Regions from separate parts of the Sus scrofa genome. Here region 2 is linked to region 1. The links are chromatin contacts, called in public Hi-C maps. All regions are on one chromosome and are shown on one strand. Each heading gives the region's core, a stretch centred on a gene start, on an enhancer-like site or on the middle of the called end of the contact. The rest is flanking DNA. Distances are from core to core; before and after follow the strand shown. Region 1 holds the start of ADGRG5 (adhesion G-protein coupled receptor G5). Region 2 has its middle 98 kb from the start of N4BP1.

Region 1 (6,749 bases), core at 2,410-4,909:
AGCCAGGGGCAGACACACGGCATCCTCAGAGATGCCCCCTGCTCACACACACAGCTGTACATATACACAGAGAGATGCTCACCTACAGACTCACAGACACCCCTGAAGACACACATGTGCCAACCCAGACGGATACACATGGAGACACGCAAAGATACAAACTCCTCCCGCAGACAAGCAGATGCTCACACTCACATACACACACAAACACACATACGGACATTCACACTCCTCTCCCGTTTTCCTGGCCCAGCTCCACATGGCGAAGCTCTCGGAAAAGAAAAACAATGTGAGAGCCTGCGGGGGAGGGGAAGGAGACAGGAAATCCGAGTGCCAGCAGGGGCCAGAGAATGGGTGGGGGGTAAGGAGGGGGTCCTCTGGGTGGGCCCCCATGTGCTGGGCCTTTCCTGTGGCCCCTAAACTGACAGGGTGGCAGGGAGGGGGCCACTGTCATATCCTCTCTGCCTCTGGGATCTGCCAGGCCTGGCATGGGGCTTGGCAGGGAGGGGGTGGCCCGCTCCTTCCAGGAATCCCAAGCTTGTCGCGCAGGGGCAGGGCGGGCGCCACCCAGGCCCCTAATGGCTTCCAGGCGCCTACGCTAAAGGCAGGGGTGGGCTCTAGACTCAACTCCAGTTCCCCTCCCAGCAGCCTGGCCCTGCCCCTTCTGGGGGTCGGGGAGGAGGATGAGGAACAGTGGGGACAGGGGGGCTCTGCACAGCTCTCCTGCAGGCCCAGGGTCCCCTGAAAGATGTGTGTGTGCACATGTGTGGGAAAGGATGGGGGTGCAGGTCCCAAGGTTGGCTTTCTGGAGACGCCTATCCCCAGCATACCAGGAACCCTGCGCACACATTCAAGGGCAGCTAGACTTTGCCTAGCAACACCTCTCCTCAGCCCCAAGCCCACCCCACCCACATAACACAGCCTTGGGGACACACACACACACACACACACACACACAGCTCTGGTAATGTATACTCTCACCAAGAGTCGGCTGCAACGCAGAGGTCCTGCCTGCAGTTGCAGAGACAGGCTCCAGCTGCCCTACCCCTCCTGCCCCATCCCCACCAGGCTCAGTGCCTTCTGCCCTGGGGTGTGCATATGTGTATGGGGTGGCCTGATTCCCGCAGGATGACACCACCCCTCGAGGGGTTAGGTGGAGGAGGGACCAGCCTCCACAGGCCCACAGAGCCTTTCCCAGCCACCCACCGTCCCCTCTCCTGCCTCCCACCAGCCAGACGGGTCTATTCCTGCTCAAACCCTTAGGGTTTCTGCTCAGGCTGTTCCCCCCACTTGGAATGCCCGCTTCAGACCCTGAAACCCCACCCATCCTTCAAGCTCAGTTTCATCACCTTCAGGAAACACCTTGATCCCCTCAGCCCCACTCTCTATCCAGGAATCATAGTTCCACAACCTTCCACAGCCAGATCTGGCCAGCTGCCCCCTCTCTTCCTTGCAGCACAGGCTTCTCCCGACCCAGGCAGGACACATGCCACCCAGAGCCACTAGGACCCAGGCAGAACACGTGCCACCCAGAGCCACAAGGACAGGCCCTGCAGGCAGGATTTGCTCAAAGTTGGTGGGTGGGGTGGAGAGCAGAAGGCTGAACTATGACTTCGCATCCCCTTAGCTGGGCAGCAGGAATGAGTAGGAAGGACTCAGAGTTCTTGAACCCTAGGCCGACAGCAATCCTCACTGCTCCAGGCAGCAGCTGGCCACTCATAAGACAGAAACTAAAATGTTTTGGTCTGATATTTGCCTCTGGCTAGATCCTCATCACCCCTGTTCACAGAAAGTGACCAGTGGTTCCTGCTGCTTGTGGACCTGTTTGGAATGTCTCTTCTTTCTCTAGCAGCAAACTCCTACACATCCTTCAAGACCCACCTTTGGTTACCCCTCCTCTGGGAAGCCTTCCCTGATCTTGTACACAGAGTATGTTAATGCTCTCAAAGCACTGGCACCTCCCTAGTCTTCAGCAATGGCCACACTGTAAAGTCCACAGGGCATCTTGGTCTCACTGGCTGTCAGCACACACATGCTTCCCAGACTGATGGATGAAAAATGGACAGTTAGGAGTTCCCTAAACCCAGGGAGAGCTGAGCCATCCTAAGGATCAGGAGTCGCTTTGTGACCAGGCTTTGAGACAGATAAGTGTCTGAGTCTGTCTGTGGCCGAAGTCAGAGTTAGAGGTCATCTCATGGCCAGGTCAAAGGTCAGACCTCCTATCTGAGGATGCCTAAGTGGCTCACACAGGGACCACTTTGTTTGGTTCTTAGCATGTTCAGATGACTCTCAATTGTTACGAGAGGAGGAAGCAAAGCTAAGGCCTGGATGGGCCCTAGCTGAGGGGCCTGGGGGGCATACCTGGCCGTTCTCTGCCCTTCAGCTCAGAAAACCTCCTATGTCCTCCCAGAACCTTTCAGGTGGGGCTCTGGGGCTGGCTTGTGGCCACAGGCCAGGCTGTGGGCAGGGAGCAGAGCCCGGCAGGAAACCACAGAGGACAGCCTGATTGGATAAGTGCAGGGTCCAAGGCTGGTCAGCCCACAGACTGTGGGCGCCTGTCCCTCCGACCTGCTGCCCAGGCTTCAGCCACTGCACCTCCAGGAGAGGACTGAGAGGGAGGGAGGGCTGCAAGTGGGCCTGCAGGTTGAACCTGAGCCTGGGGGGTGGGGGGAAGCAACCCCTGGCATGTACTCAGATAATCCCATCTTAGAAAAGCCACAGATATCCTATATCACTGATGAGAACTCCTTTCTTTACAGATGGGCCCACCGAGGCCCAGAGGTACAGCTCCTTGCCCACATCCACAGAGAGGACCAGTGCTGGTGGGGCGCTAGAGGGCTGGGACTGGATGCCCCCCCTCCCTGGTCATGATCACCTGAAGGGCAAGAGGCCCCTGGGAGCACCTACCTACATGATGGGGTCCTCAGGCATCAGGCCAAGCAGCCACGCTGAGCTGGGAGAGATTGAGAGACTTTCACTGGGCAGACCCCAGCCCCGGCCTCTGAACTACTCTTGAACAGAGTGGACTTCCCATGAGTCCCAGCTCCGCCTCTTTTGCTCTGTGACACGGGCAGGTCCGTGCCCCCTCTGGACCTGTTTCCTTACTTTTAGGACGGCGAGAGGCACTAACGAGACACCGAAAAGTTTTGTCCAACAAGCGGGCAGAACCTGCCAACGCGAACTAATTCGACCTCCACAACAGTCCTACATAACCCACACTTAAGATCGAAAAACCGAAGCCCCTGGTGGGGAAGGTGCTGGCTGGACATCACTCCTGTTCGTACCACCGGAACGGTGAGGCCACCAACGCCCACTCTCTTCTCCTTGTTCTTAGCCATCGCTCCACCTGCCCCAACACTTTACAGAAATTCCCTTTCTGCCCTCCCACAACCGCGAGCCGCCTTAACCCTCACTTGGTCGCCTGGTCCCCAGCAGCCCCGCTCCGCCAAGCGGTGGAGAGCGGGAGGAGGGTCTCCCGGCCGGGGCGACGCGGTCCCGCCTACCCCACCTCGCGGCCCCCCATTGGCAGCCGCCGCGGGCCGGGGGCAGGGGTGCCTCGCTCCGATTGGCCCACGCCGCCCGTCCATCCCGCACTCGCCATGGTGACCACGTTGGGTCCCCGGGAGAGTTCCAAATTCCGCCCCGCCCGCCACCGCCCCCCTCCCGTCTGGCCCCGGCCCGCGGCGTCCCGAAGGCCGCCCTGCCCTCCCCCGACCTCCCGCAGTTCCTTCACCCCTGAGGCCCGGGGCCCAGGAGAGGGGGAAACCCGGGAAGGGAGTCAGAAAGTTTTGTTGGGAGTTTGAGGCTTGCTGCGGACGCGGGAGCTCTCGCTGCTCCGCTCTCCTCCAGCACGCCCCCCAACTTAACCCCTTCCCTCCCGCAGTAGGTTCGCGGCCTGGAGGGAGTTCCCGGGACGCGTTGGCTCTCAGGCCCCTGCACTGCTAACCCCGCTCACCTCGGCCGGGGACCCGCGGGCTCCGGACGTCCGACCCGCCGCGGCTGGGCGGAGCGGGTACGGGGCTTACTGCGGCGGCCGCCGCCGGGAGGGCCGAGGGAGGGCCGCGGAGTCTCCTCCTCCCTCCCGGGGGGAGGGGAGGGAAAGGAGACGGCGGGGTGGGGGCGGGGGCGGTGGGGCCCCCGGAGGGTTGCGACCCCACTCTGACCCTGGCCGGCAGAGTGGGTGGGGTGGGGGAGCCCCCGCCTAACTTTCGGGTGAGGGGCCCGGGCGGAGCCGGTGGGATCAGCGCTGAGCGGGCCGGACCCCGACAGAGGCCCCACCCCCGCATGGAGGGCTGGGGGTGAGGGGACGGAAGGCAGGGTCTGGAGGCCCCCAAGGGGCTCGGCTTTCCCGCCTCAGGTTTCCTGAGCGTCAGTGACGTACTGGGCGCCCAGCAGCAGGAGTGGGCACCCTCTGTCCCCGGCTCAGCACGTGGAGTGTGTTTATCAAGTGTTCACTTTTGTTACCTGCAAACTTCCCAGGGCCACTCTGCCACCGAGTGGAGGTGCGGCAACCAGTCCCTGCCCCTCCTCTGGCCTAAGTTTACCCTTTTTACAACCTAAAGGTTGACCAAAGTAGCTTCACGCGTGTTGAGAAGCGTAGCGGGGCCCTTGGTGCGCCTGGCGGAGATTTTCTAGGATGTGCTGGGGTGCTTCCTGCCCCGGGCGGGGCTGCAGCGGGCGGGGTGGTCCGGGCAATTACCTTCACGCGCCCTTGCCTGCAGCTACGCGCCCCTTTTGGAGCTTCCTCCCTTGGGAGTGGGTGTCTGCGGTTTTGGTGTGAGGAGAAGACTGGCGCTCTCTTTACCACATCCTGTGCCCTGGATGGCCGCTGAGGTGAATCTGGCTAAAAAGGGGACTAGAAATTCGCAGATCACAGAGGGAACCTTGCCTTATAGGGCCTTTACATGAAAGAAGAAACAAAAAATGATGAAGATAAATGAGTTTGAATCCATACCTAACAATAAGGGTATAGCTCTTTATTGCCCTTCCCAAGCTATGGGGCAATAAAATACTGAGTTTTTTTTTTTACAAATTGAAGGTTTGTGGCAACCCTGTCTAGAGCGAGTCCATTGACATCAACATGTCTGTCACATTTTTTGTTTTCTTTTTCTTTTTAGGGCTGCACCCTCGGCATGTAGAAGTTTCCAGGCTAGGGGTCGAATAGGAGCTGTAGCTGCCCACCTACACCGCAGCCACAGCAATGTGGGAATCCTTAACCCACTGAGTGAGCCCAGGGATCGAACCCTTGTCCTCAGGGCTGCTAGTTGGGTTTGTTACCGCTGGGCCACAGTGGAAACTCCTCTCCATGTCACATTTGGATAATCCTCAAAGTATTTCAAACCTTCCACCAGCAGAAAGATTAGGACTCACTGAAGGCTCAGATGATAGCATTTTTTAGTAGTAAAGATTTTTAAATTAAGCTGTATACACTTTTTTTAGACAATGTTATTGCACACTTACTAAGCTACAGTATAGTGAAAACATAATTTTTGCATGTGCTGGGAAAACAAAGAAATTCATGTGATTAGATTTATTGTGTATTTGAATTAATGCTGCGACTTGGAACTGAAACTGAAATATCCCTGAGGTTATGCCTGTATTTGGATTATGAGTGCATGCATACATTAGAATAAATGAAGAACTGGCTCTTTGCAGTAAGAGGATCTTTTTTTGTTTGTTTGTTTTTGTTTTTTAGGCCCGCCCCCGTGGCATATGGGGGTTCCCAGGCTAGGGGTTGAATTGGAGCTATAGCCGCCAGCCTTCGCCACAGCCACAGCAACGCAGGATCCAAGTCGAGTCTTCAACCTACACCACAGCTCACGGCCATGCCGGATCCTTAACTCACTGAACGAGGCCAGGGATCGAACCTGTGTCCTCGTGGATGCTAGTCAGATTCCTTAACTGCTGATCCACGATGGGAACGCCAAGAGGATCATTTTGGCGAAAATATTTGAGGATTTCGTACCTCAGGCTCACTCTGAATTCCTTGGTAGTCAAACAAGTCTTTCTAGAAGTTCCTGGTCATTTCTCTTGACAGAAGTTCTCTTCCTCTGGTCAGCTGCTGCTCTATTTCCATGGCATCACTTCCATCCACTTCATGAAATCCCACACTTTTTGTGAGATCTGCAGTTTCACTCATCACCGTTTACTTTGTATTCACATGGTTAAATGTTGATGGCCTTTGGCCATCAGGTAGAGAGAGATTTTGGCAGGGCTCTGTGGTGTTTGAGAGGGAACTGATCTGTACTTGTGGTGGCTTACTGTGTACCTGGGGCCTGTGAGAGTCAGATACTGAGTACTCAGAGGACTGGAATATCTCTTTAAAATTTGAGGAAATACTCAGCCAGCCTCTTGGCTCAGAGTTACTCAAAGTTTGACAGCCAGTAAAGACAGCCATGGCCCAAGAGCCTAGAGTTCTTTCCCGGAGTTTCTGGAGTTGGGGCTAGGGATGGAGAAGGTGGAGGAGGCTGAGCTGGTGGTGAACCTAAGCTCCTATGACAGTGTCATTGCCGTTGGGCTCTCCTTCTCAAGAAGCAAAAATGCTGTCCAAGGGGTGTCTCTTGCACTGTGTGCGGTGGGGAGAGCTGCCCGCTCATGAAACCAAGACATGTGCTGACTGTGTCTTTGGGAGTTAACAGGAATGAACTGTTTCTTTTTTCTTTTTCTTTTTCTTTTCTTTCTTTCTTTTTTTTTTTTTTTTTTTTTTTTTTTTGTCTTTTTGCCTTTTTCTAGGGCCGCTTCTGAGGCAT
Region 2 (6,425 bases), core at 2,015-4,514, about 17 Mb after region 1:
ATCAGCCCAGCTAGGGGACACAGCCTATCTCCCCACGGAAGAAGCCACCAACCTGGGATCCTGTGGGCCCAGGGCCCTCCAAAATCTCTGCCTGGGCTGCAGGCTTAGGGGCCGAAACCTCTGGCGGTAGGAAGGAGCGGCTGCCCCAGGGACACGTTTGTTAATATCAGATTCCTGGGCAACAGCTGGACCCAATTTAGCTGTGGCCCATGGACAGCGAGGCCTGGCTGCCAGCCAGCACCCGGCAGGAGGCCCGAGCTCGTCCTTGCCTTTTCCACGGAGATAGAGTTGCTGAGGTCTCACCCCGGCCCCCACTCCTCACCCCACACTCCCACCTCCCCCCCACCCCCAGCACCTTCCAAGCAGCCCAGGGAAGGAGAGGGAGCAATCAGCATTTGCTGGCGACCCAACCATTGTCCCCAGCAGGCTGGTCTCCCTGCCAGCCTAGTGCTTGCTATGGCTCTCTACATGCATGGATTTGGGGGCCCCAGGGGTAACACCTCCACCTGGTGCAAAGGGACACACCTACGCTTATGCTCTCTCCACACACACACACACACACACACACACACGTGCAAGTATGCCAGTTCCATCATGGCCTGCATTTGGAAATCCCAGGCTCCCCAAGCAGGCAGAACATCTAGTCCAAGCTTCATTGTCCAGAGAGGGTCACGGATTAGGCAAAGGCACCCAGCAGCACGGGTCCCCATTCCAGTGCATTCCACTGCAAACAAGTAACATAGTGACCTTATGTTTACTGGGTGTCTAACTTAAACATGATCTCCGGATGGGTTTCTGAAATACAGTCATTCTTCTAAATTAATCCTCAAAATAACTCAAGCCTCGATGAGGTTAAATATTTCTCCTAAACCCATATACTTAAAAAGTGACAAAGCTGGGGATCAAACTCAGGTCTGCCTCTCACATCAGAAGATAGGATTTCCTCCACTGCAGGTCTGATGCCTGAAATTCCACTAGTTAGTCTTCTCAGGCCCTGTGATTAGAATGTAAATGGCTAGAATTCCCACTGTGGCTCAGCTGTAAGGAACCCAACTAGTATCCATGAGGATGTGGGTTCGATCCCTGGTCTCCCTCAGTGCGTTAAGGGTTCAGCTATGCCATCAGCTGTGGTGTAGGTCTCAGATGCAGCTTGGACCCAGTGTTGCTGTGGCTGTGGTGTAGGCCAGAAGTTGCAGCTCCGATTCAACCCCTAGTTCAGGAACTTCCATATGCCACAGGCGTGGCCCTAAAAAGTAAATAAATAAGTAGGTAAATAAATAAAATGAGATAAAATAAAATAATAAAAAAGAATGTAGGAGTTCCCATCGTGGCTCAGTGGTTAACAAACCCAACTATAATCCAAGAGGACACAGGTTCGATCCCTGGCCTCGTCTAGTGGGTTAAGGACCCAGCAGACGCAGTTCAGATCCCAGGTTGCTGTGGCTGTGGTGCAGGCCGGCAGCTACAGCTTCAATTCAACCCCTAGTCTAGGAACCTCCATTTGCTGTGGGTATGGTTCTAAAAAAAAAAAAAAAAAAAAAAAAGAATGTAAATGGCCCCTGGAAAGGTCCTGCCATAAGCCTGCCCCAGCCAACCTGGAGTGGGAGCAGGAGAGAAGGATACCAGAAGGGGCGTGGTGCCCCCCAAAAGGAGGTGAATGGGTGTGAGGGGCAGATTTTCCAGCCTTCCCAACTTGCCAGCCTCAAAGATGTGAGTTGGAGGTGGAGGTTCCTGAAAATACCTTCCTGGGAAGAGTTGACTTCTGTACCCTTTCCCAGCTGTGCTGTGCCAGGGCAGGGTTAAGGAAGTGGGGCTCCAGGCACCCTGAGTGTGGGGTACATTGATGAAATCTTCCTGAGGTGGTTTGCTCATTTCTATCAAGAGGTTTTCAAATGTGCTTACTCTATGACCCAGTCTTACTGTCCAGACCTCCTTGCTGAGCTTAGAGCCCTGGGTCCATGCCACGATCAGTCAATACATAAGAGCCTGTTACAAAATGGTAAGCAGAGATGGCTCCCCAAGACGTATCTGTCTAGGGATCATGTGTGACTTTCATGTTCAGTATTTGTCTTTGTCTCTTCTTATTATTTTTTTTAAGTAGACATATATAAAGTCATTGTTCTAGTCCCTCTGACATTCATCCTCCTTTTTGGGTAACTACAGCCCCCCCCCTGCCCCTATTTTTCTCCCACACAATCAGTCCACGGATTCCAGGAAGGGTGGACATGTGACCTTGACATGGCCAATCAGAACCCTCCCACTGGGCCACAGTGATTGGTCCAGGGATGAACACGTGACTGAACCAGGCCAATGGGATTCGGTCCTGAGACTTCTATTGGAACTACTGGGAAAGAGACACTCATTTTCATGGATGTTATGAAAATTGCAGGACGTGAGCCTGGTGCTTTTGGTAGCCGTCCTGACCCTCATTCCAGCTGGAGGGTGCCCTCTTCCTCAATTATGAGGGATAGTGTGCAAAGTGGGAGCTCAGTCCTTCCTGACCCTCAACCATGTCATCAGAAGTTCCACTACCATTTTTCCTTTGACTGGTGAAGGCCTTCTAGACTCGAAAGTCTGTGGGCAATGCCCTTGGGCAGCACCACATGAGTCAGTAACTAAAATCGATCAGAATCCTATCCTTGGGGCCCATTTGCTGTGGAGCCTGATGAAAATAATACCACGGCAGGCAGGGAGGTTGCCAAGATCAGGGACTGATTGAGAGCATCCAAGTTGTTCTGTTCATCCCCTGTAACTCCTTGAGCAAGCGAAATAATTCGCTTGGGTGAGGGTGTGGCAAGGGCACAGCAGGCTCTGGGTGCTTTAAGAATGTAGAGAGAAAATGTGAGATTGTGGTATGAAAAGCAGGTTGAGTGAAGAAAAAAAAAAATCTTTCCAGACTTGAAGGATTAAAAAGGTACAGACTGGCTTCAAGAGAATCTTTGTCCATGATAGAAGCCAAAGATTTTGCTCCTTACCCTAAACAGGAAGTAGCTTTTTCTTCTGGGTTGGACAACCACCAGAAGTAGCCAGGAGAAGCTAAATGCACTTCTATTTTTTTTTTTTTTTTTTCTTTTTTGGCCACCCCATGGCACATGGAGTTCCCAGGCCAGGGATCAGATTCAAGCCACGGTCCTGACCTAAGCCACAACTGTGGAAACTCTGGAAACTTAACCCACTGTGCCAGGCTGGGGAATGAACCTGCATCCCAGCTCTCCCAAGAGGCCACCAATCCTGTTGCACCACAGAAGGAACTTCAGCTAAAAGCACTTCTGAATCCATTTGCTTTAGGTTCTGGTTTTGGATCTTGCAGAAGTCACCAGGAGACAGAAGTGGAGGCGGGGTTGGGGAGGAAACACACCAGCTCCCATCTCCCTCCACGTTCACTGTCAGCCAGCCATCAAACATTCAACCAGGTGCCAAAATCATGGGATAGCTAATGAAAGTAGGCCTGTATTTTTTTTCCTTCTAAATGAGTTACATCTTGTAAGAAGTTGGGACTGTGGATTCATGAAGGATCAGTTGACTAAGTCTTGGATTATAGGCCTTTCATAGTCATCTGCAGGGGGCAAGTGGCTTCTCCAGGAAAGGGGAGAGACTAAGCTTCTGTTTTGATATCTGCAGAATCCTGTCTTTAACGACCAGGTACCTCAGTACTGCTGGTTTGGAACTGAGATCTGGTTATTGCTGTTCGATGAGCTCCTTCCTTATTCTTGTGAAAAGCTCTGAAAGGGGTTTGAAGATTATTTTTGAGTTAGGCTCCTCCTCACTTTTTCTCTGTTATGAAAAACATTTCACTAGTCATGGGGCTGAAGAATTATAAATGTGTGATTTTCGTGAAGAATGTGCTTTTTATTTTTCTTAGACACTTTCTTACTTCGAAGTGAGTTTTCAGTGTCTGACACCAGGTTGGCAGAGATCAGCTGAAAAGGAAGGAGATGTAAATTGGCAAACTGCCTGGAAATGAGAGCAAGAAAAAGCTTTTCCTTACTAGAGCTGCTAGCTTAGCCAAGGCTCCAAAGAAAGAAAGATTCTTATGCAACTTTTTTTACCTTTAAGTTTTTTTTAATCAAAGTAACACAAACATGTTTTTAAAAATCAGGTGATACAGAAGGGCTAATAATGAAAAGGAATTTTTTTTATTGTTCCTGCTTCTAAGAAGGAATCATTTTCAAGCCTGCCTTTTGGTGGATCCTTCCATATCCCTAATACTCTACTTACATAGCTGTTTCTGTTCTTGGTTTTGCTTTTATTTATTTATTTTTTCTTTGTCTTTTTGCCATTTCTTGGGCCGCTCCCACAGCATATGGAGGTTCCCAGGCTAGGGGTCAAACCAGAGCTGTAGCTGCCGGCCTACGCCAGAGCCATAGCAACGCGGGATCCGAGCCGTGTCTGCAACCTACACCACAGCTCACGGCAACGCCGGATCCTTAACCCACTGAGCAAGGGCAGGGATCGAACCCGCAACCTCATGGTTCCTAGTCAGATTCGTTAACTGCTGCACCATGACGGGAACTACTGTTTTTGGTTTTTTTGCTTTTGTTTTTTGCGTGGTTGCACCTGCAGCATGTGAAAGTTCCTGGGCCAGGAACTGAACTCGAGCCATAGCAGCGACCCCCTGCCACTTCAGTGATGATGTTGGATCCTTAACCCACTGTGCCACAAAGGGATGCCTCTGTTCTTGTTTTGGGAATGCACATGGAACAAAATTCATCATTTTAAAGAGTGCAACTCAGTGAATGTTTTATATTCATAAATTTGTATGACCATCACCCCTAATTCTAGAACATTTTCACCCCCCCCCAAGAAAAACTATATTCATCAGTGATCACCTCCCATTCTTTCTCCTCCCCAGCTACTGATCTACTTCATGTATCTATGGATTTGACTCATCTGGACTTTTCATACCAACAGCATCACACAATATGTGACCTTTCATTATCTGTCTTCTTTCACGTAGCAAAATGTTTTCAAAGTTCATCCATGTTGAAATATGTATATAAGTATTTCATTCCTTTTTTATGGCTGAATAATATTCAGTTGTATAGATATACCACACTGATTATCCATTCATTTCATGATGAATATCTGGCTGGTTTCCTTTGGGGGCTGTTATGAATAATACTGCTATGAACATTCATGTACAGGTGTTTGTATGAACATATGTTTTCAATCCCTTGGGGGTGTGTATAACTGTTTTTGATTTATCCCTTTAGACTTCCTGTTATGAGTATTTAGCTGCTAAGACTACTCTCTCTCCTCCTCTGCCTCATCCCACCAATATAGTATTCTATATTTTTACTTCCTCTCTTCATTTGTAGTTCATTTGTGTCGATAGTGGTTGTGCCTGCTTTTCACTCAAATAATAGAAACCTGATGACAGTGGCTTAAACACAAAGGGAGCTACTTTTCTCACTTAGCAAATCCAGTTTAGGAGTTCCCATCATGGCTCAGCAGTTAGTGAAGCCGCCTGGCATCCAAGGGGACACAGGTTCAACCCCTGGCCTTGCTCAGTGGGTTAAGGATCCAGTGTTGCTGCGAGCTGTGGTGTAAGTCACAGACTCAGCTCGGATCCTGCATTGCTGTGGCTATGGCTATGGCATAGGCCAGTGGCTACGGCATAGGCCAGTGGCTACAGCTCTGACTTGACCTCTAGCCTGGGAACCTCCATATGTCGTGGGTGCGGCCCTAAAAAGACAAAAGAAAAAACAAAAACAACAAAAAACAAAACAAAAAAACAAAACAAATCCAGTTTATCACTAGTTCAGCTGACAAAAACTTCCAGCAGGGGCCCAGGTTCTCTCAGCTGTCCTTAATAAACTAGCTTTCTTTTTTTCTTTCTTTCTTTTTTTTAGGGCCAAACCTGTGGCATATGGAAGTTCCCAGGCTAGGAGTCCAACTGGAGCTGCATCTGAGACCTACACCACCATTTGTGGCAATGCCGGATCCTTAACCCACTGAGTGAGCCCAGGGATCGATCTCGCATCCTCATGGATACTAGTCAGATTCTTAACCCAGTGAGCCACAACAGGAACTCCAAGACTAGCTTTTATATGTTTGTCTCCTTTTGATTACAAGATGGCTGCTGATGCCTCAGACATGACATCTGCATACAAGCAGGGAAGAAGAGGAGAATGGCTGAGAAACAAGAACTATGTTAGTTGCCTTTTATCAAGAAAGCATAAGAGTGAGTTCCCTGGTGGCTCAGTGGGTTAAGGATCCAGTGTTGTCTCTGCTGTGGCTTGGGTCACTGCTGTGGCTCAGGTTCTATCCCTAGCCTGAGAATTTCTGCCTGCTGTGGGAGCTGCCAAAAAAAAAAAAAAAAAAAAAAAAGCATAAGATTTCTTAGCCTTCCTTCTACTTAAATCTCATTAGCCAGAACTATATCACACAGCCTAGCCTAGCTATCAGGGAGCTGGAGAAGCCTG

Evidence for each region. Hi-C and Micro-C count contacts between places; a contact is called where the count stands out from the background.
Region 2: a Hi-C map of omental adipose tissue shows a contact between it and region 1, with 5 times the contacts expected there. The contact joins the enhancer-like site here to the promoter of ADGRG5 in region 1. A contact is called at or near these places in 4 of 47 Hi-C or Micro-C datasets (mesenteric adipose tissue, omental adipose tissue, retroperitoneal adipose tissue and 1 more).

What each region holds. Positions count from the first base shown.
Region 1 is chr6:19,452,891-19,459,639 of Sscrofa11.1, forward strand. ADGRG5 (adhesion G-protein coupled receptor G5) reads left to right here and starts at 3,660. Exons shown (of 18, transcript XR_002344544.1): 1 at 3,660-4,012; 2 at 4,722-4,833. It overlaps CCDC102A (coiled-coil domain-containing protein 102A), which reads right to left and starts at 4,105. Exons shown (of 9, transcript XM_013988526.2): 1 at 3,956-4,105.
Region 2 is chr6:36,216,592-36,223,016 of Sscrofa11.1, forward strand. No RefSeq gene overlaps it. Among named protein-coding and RNA genes, the nearest start is that of N4BP1, 98 kb to the left of the region's middle. Within about 2 kb of position 3,265, at least 5 of the 83 cell types and tissues checked have an H3K27ac peak or open chromatin away from gene starts, as enhancers often do. A contact at or near this core is called in omental adipose tissue, where this site is marked.